2 separate regions of the Macaca mulatta genome follow, and region 1 is linked to region 2. Evidence: chromatin contacts called from public Hi-C data. All regions are on one chromosome and are shown on one strand. The core of a region is the stretch at or near the end of the contact, and the rest is flanking DNA. Distances in the headings are between cores, read along the strand shown. Region 1 holds the start of WDFY2 (WD repeat and FYVE domain containing 2). Region 2 holds the start of INTS6 (integrator complex subunit 6).

The links. A called contact is a pair of places that touch in the nucleus more often than the background predicts.
Region 1: a Hi-C map of liver shows a contact between it and region 2, with 4 times the contacts expected there. The contact joins the promoter of WDFY2 here to the promoter of INTS6 in region 2. A contact is called at or near these places in 7 of 14 Hi-C or Micro-C datasets (CD4 T cells, blood, cortical neurons and 3 more).

What each region holds. Positions count from the first base shown.
Region 1 is chr17:30,811,585-30,814,340 of T2T-MMU8v2.0, forward strand. It overlaps WDFY2 (WD repeat and FYVE domain containing 2), which reads left to right and starts at 1,436. Exons shown (of 12, transcript XM_077973835.1): 1 at 1,436-2,132.
Region 2 is chr17:30,690,764-30,693,463 of T2T-MMU8v2.0, forward strand. INTS6 (integrator complex subunit 6) reads right to left here and starts at 1,374. Exons shown (of 22, transcript XR_003724325.2): 1 at 752-1,374; 2 at 307-384. It overlaps LOC144336145 (a long non-coding RNA gene), which reads left to right and starts at 558. Exons shown (of 4, transcript XR_013407650.1): 1 at 558-790.

The sequences.
Region 1 (2,756 bases), core at 186-2,685, 120 kb after region 2:
TTACCAGATTAAAAGGATGCCTGGTTCTTAGTTGGTTATCTCCCGGGTGTGGGAAGGAAGGAAAACAAAGGCGAAAGGGGATATAGAACGTGGATTTTTCCCACAAGAGACTTTGCAGGGCAATTTTAAGGTATGGCAATGAAATATCATTTGGGGTAAAACATTTTGATTTTCTTCCTTGTTATGCCAGAGTCCGATTGGAAAGTAAGTCATGATATACACGGTCAAAACCCATCTGATGAGAATTTATGGTTTTTGTAGGCCATGACTCCCCAGACCCCTTAGATAGGAATTTGGGCAAGACAAAAAATCGGAGCTTAGTCTTCACGATCAACCCCACATGCCAGGCCTTGTGGTAGGCACCTAACATTCATTCAGTAACTACAGTAACTCTGTCCATTGTGTTCGGAGCAAGTTAAAAAGGCTGGATTGCTGGGGAAATGGAAAGAAGCCAGCACTAGGGGACTGGGTTCAAGTCTGGAAGGAAGGAGGGGTTGTTTAGCCCTAACTTTGCACTAAAGTAACCTTGGCTGAATAATTTAGCCATCTAAGAAAACGAGGCGATAGACACCACAGATGATCTCTGAGCTCCCTTGAAGATATCTGTATGAAAGATTCTCTCCTTTCCATGTCCCTTCCGTGCCACTATTCCGAGCATCAGCCTGATCCTAGGAGTGGTGACGTCCTGCTCAGCTGGGGGCTGCTCCTCAGTTCCCACAGAGGCAAGTCCAGGTCCTGACTTGGCCAATGGCCCTGGAGGCCGCTGAGCTCCCCAGGCCCACAGCCCAGAGAAGTGGGCGATAGGTCATTCCAGGACAAGGGGGCGGAGGCTCCAAGAAACTACGACTCCCAGGAGGCCACTGGGTGCCATCCGGCAGCTTGGGCCTGGTACATGTTGGGAGCTGTAAGCGGCCTCCCGCCGCGCTTCATTGTTAAGACAGCTAGGCCAGGTACCCCGCGCGCATGCCCAGTCACGTCCCAACTAATTGGGCTTCTTTCCTTCCTGCAGGCCTCTTCTCTTTCCGGTCTTGCTGAGGCGCTCCTTTCCCCGCCCCGCCTCCGCCCTCTTTTCAGGGAATTTCGAAGGGGCGTGGCCTCCGGCAAGCGCGTCCCCAGGGGTGTGTATACGCGCGTTCACGGGAGGTTAAAGAGGGAGGGGACTAAACCTTGGGTGTGGGAGGCAGAGAGAAGACCGCGGGGAACGGAAAGCGCATGCGTCCTAGTGGTGCTGCAGCGCCCGGGGAGCCGCGGAGGGGAGGGGGGGAAAATGGGCGAGGGGGACTGACGCACGCGCACTGGGACACCAGATCCCCGCCTCCTGCTCCAGGTTTCCCCTCCTCCTTCACCACCCTCCCGGAAGTGGACCCGCCCTCGCGCCCACCAGCGGCCACCCCCCTGCGGCAGGCCCCGCCCACAAGGCTCCGCCCCTCCGGCTCTCCGCCCCCTCCTCTGGTAGTGGCGCCGGCTTGCATCCCGGTTGTGGCGGTTTTGGTGCCTGAAGCAGGGAGCGCGGAGTCGTTCCCGAGAGAGGAGGCCAGGCTATGCTCGCCGGTTTCCGGCGTTCCGCTCCGGCCAGCCAGAGTCTCTGTCTCAACCTGTGTCCGTGCCCCAGCAGTCTCCTCAGCCCGGCCCCGCGGCGCGATTGGCGGCGGCGCCCAAGACGCGCCCCCTCCTCCGATGGCGGCGGAGATCCAGCCCAAGCCTCTGACCCGCAAGCCGATCCTGCTGCAGCGGATGGAGGGGTCCCAGGAGGTGGTGAATATGGCCGTGATCGTGCCCAAAGAGGAGGGCGTCATCAGCGTCTCGGAGGACAGGTATGGACTGCTGCCCTTCTGCCGCGAGGAGGGGCGGGACGGGCCGACGGTCCCCGAGCCCGCGTCAGGGGCTGTGCCTCCGCGTCGTCGCGTGTAGACTTGCTCCCCCAAGTTTTACTGTAATGCGCCTCTTGGCGGTGCCGGTGTCCAGCTGCGCGCCGCCTCCGCTGCGTGGCTCCGGGAGCTGGGACGGCGGAGTGCGCTCCGGCTTCACCCTTGCGGGAGCCAGGTGGCCCTCGGGGTAACGGTGCGCCGGCGGGACTTTGGTCCATCCCTGAGGACAGGAGAGAAAAAGGGAGAAGCCGCCCGGCCCTGCAGGTGTGTGCTTGGGAAACGATGCCCTGAGCCTCCTCTGCAAGATAACCAAGAGGTTGGGGTACTCTCTGCTACAGCTCCCAGGGTTTCAAACGGAGAAAGCAAATGCCACTCCCTTCTCCCAGGCATTCCCACCGAATCCAGATAGCCCAGACATCTTAGGCTGAATTCAATGAATATTCTAAGTTGTGCCAAGAGTAAGTTTAGGCTTCTGTGTGGTGCCTTCTCTCCTTTCCCCTCCTTATCTCTTGGAACTCAAGGAGAAGCACGTAGAACTTGTAACGGATCACTGCTGCAAATAGCTCTTGAGTTCCTTCCCTTTGCCTGTTTCCTTTATTTTTACTTAATTTTGCTTAATTTGCAGAAGTGGAACCAGTTGTTCTGCCTTCACATATTCTCCCTGTTTTGCGTTTTCGCTTTAACTGAGTGTCCTTTAATAATTGCAGAAATAAAGCTGATGAAGCTAATTTCTAGAGGAATGTTGCTTGAAGATAGTGTTATGATAATTTATCTGGAATTGTTTCTTTGCTAAAGTCCATATAAGCATTCTTAAAAAAGAACACCGTAGAGGAACATAACACAGGGGTTTTACAGTAGGTAGGTTTTCTTAATATAAGTTCAAATCAT
Region 2 (2,700 bases), core at 124-2,623:
TTGCTGCCGCTCACGCCGCGGAGGGGAAATGTCGGCCATGTTGATCGCAGCGCCGCCGCCGCCGCCGCAGCCGCCGGGCCGGGCCGGGCCGGGAGGGGACGGCGGTGGCCCCGCGACTCCGCGCCGCGCTAGGACGCTGCCGAGCGGGGGAGGGGGTGGGAGCCCGCAGGGAAGAGACCTCAGCGGCTGGGAGCGCAGCGGGTGGGGGAGGGGAGCATAATGAAGGGTGAATGGGGGGGCGGGGAGGGCGAGCGAGGAAGGAACAGGGAAGGGAAGAGAGGAAAGGGGGAGGGCGAGGGCTGTTACCTTGATAGCATAGGGCGGCTCTTCGAAAGTGACCAGCATATACCTGTCTCCTCTGCTGGCAGGGTCCCGGGCACGGAGCTGCGGGACGGGAAGAGGAACAGGGCGGGCGAGAGGGAAGCACAGAGGCGAGGTTACGAGGCGGAGAAGGGGCGCCCAGCTGCCCCGCCGCCCCCACAGTACCGCACACGCAGCGGCCACCCCTCCACGCCGCCCCCAACACACAGATCGCTCCCCACACACCGCCCGGGGCCGGAATCCGGGCCCCGGCCGAGCCCGGCTCGCAGCGCCCGCCCGCCCGCCCGCCCGCGCGGTGGGGGAGGGGGTCCCCGAGCCCGGCAGCTCCCGCAGTCAGGTCCCCGACACCCCCGCCCTGGCTGCCCTCCCCCACCCTGCCTCCCGCGGGCCGCCGGGCCGGGGTCGCCGCCCGGACTCGGTCAGTCGGTACCTTCATGAAGGTCTCTACCGCGCCTTTGGCCGTGTCCAGGTAGGTGGTGCCCAGATGGCTGCGCTGGTTCATAGAGGCAGACGTGTCTATCAGGAACAGTAAGATGGGCATAGTGCTGGCCAGGGACACCGGGGCCCGAGGTGGTGGAGAAAGAGGAGATGGTAGAGGTGGAGGCGCCGGTGGCGGCGACCGCCGCTACGCGGGGCGGGGGTGCGCGGCCCCCGGGAGGAAAACACCGTCTGGGTCTTTCCTCCGGCTGCGGGGAGTTTCTCCCCCGATAGTTGAGAGGAAACTCCCCAGACCCAGTCCTCCCCGTCGTACCCCCGCCTCCGCCTCCTCCTGCCTGCCTGCCCGCTGGGGCGGGCGCCCAGCCGTCTGTCTGTCGGTCCGTCCCCCCCGCCTCGGGGGTCCCGTCCCCGCTCCCGGCCCCTGTGTGTGTCCCAGCGGGAGACGGGCCTGGCTCCCCACCCCACCCCCGGTACAGGGAGTGGGGACCTGGGAGCTGGCGAAGAGGGGAGTGGGCTGAGGGGAGATTGGCCCTGGGGCTGTTGGGAGAAGTTTCAGGGACTCCCTCCGCACCCCGGCAGTGTCACCACTTTCTCAGCCCCTCTCGCTACTGAAGCGCTTTTCTCTCTCACACTCCGATTTTAACTCGGGCAGGGGCTGCGGAGGCTCCGCCCCTGACACGTCCCCGAGCCACGTGATACATCGCCTCGCCGTTCTATTGGCTAGTCCCTGCCCTCTCATTAGCATATTTAAACAGCTCAGGGGCGGGGGAAGCTTGCAGGCCGGCTCCGGGGACAGTTATTGAGCACGCGCGGAGGCGGGGCGTCGGGTGCGCGCGAGCGGGCGGGCGGGCCGACCCGGAGGCGGGCTTCGGGAAGGGGCGGGGCCGAACCGCGGAAGATCCGCGAGGTGGGGGCGGGGGACGCGTCCGCGCGCGCGCCGGCCGCGGCGGTGAGCCTGCGCGTCAGGGCCGCCGGCCTCTGGCTGTTGGAGGTGATTGGGGTCGACAGAAGGAAAAAAGGGGCTGGCGTCAGCGCCCCCTCTGAGGTGGCTGTATTGTGGACGAGTAAGAAGGGCTGAGTAAAGTGGACAAACACCTGGTTAGGAGAAGAGGACAGGTCCGCAGCCGCCCTTCCGAGGAGGACTCGGGGCCTCGCGGGCGCTGGAGGAGGTTCCTGGGCCTCGTAGGGCCGCCCCGGCGCGGGCGGGCGCGGGGGAGGGGAAGTGAGAGGTTGTTTATGACCGGGGACTAATCTCCGCGAGTCACAGCGCTCCCTCTGGGGAGTGCGGTTGAGGGGCTGTCCTCGCCCAGAGCCTCGCTCGTCCTCCGGTGAGCGACGAGAGGTGGAAGTTGGACGCGCAGCGGGCCATGAACTCTGTCGTTGGAGGACCCGCCAAAAAGGAAGCAAACCTTCTTTTTCTTTATCCAGCCCCAAATAGGGCCTAGGGGACCATTCACATATCGATAAATGGTTTGTTGCCCGTTTTATTCTCTGGGAAATACAACTGATCCTACCAGAGAAATACCTGTCTCATGCCGTGTTTACCTAGAGCCATAGAATACCTGTTTCAGAGCTAAAGGGGACCTGAGCCCATCATAATCCATTACCTCGTGTGAAAGCGGAAACACTGACTTCAGCTTGTCCAGATGGCGCAGAGCATGGGTTTCCCGTAACCCCGCCTGTGTCTTTCCTTCAGTCTCGTCCCAAATGCCGTGGGAGGGAAGGCATTCTCTGTCAAGCTGCTGTCACCTTACCTGAAGTAAGGAGTCCACGCCTGCATGTCCGAGGAAAACAGTTTTCTCAAACACATTAGTTGAAAAACTGAAGAAACTGCCTTAAATACAAGCTGAGTTAGAGACAGCACTTGTAAGACTAGGTAGGTATTTATAGGGCCTCTCCCACTAGCCCTGTTTTTCCAGAGTTTGTTCTTTATCCGGAAAT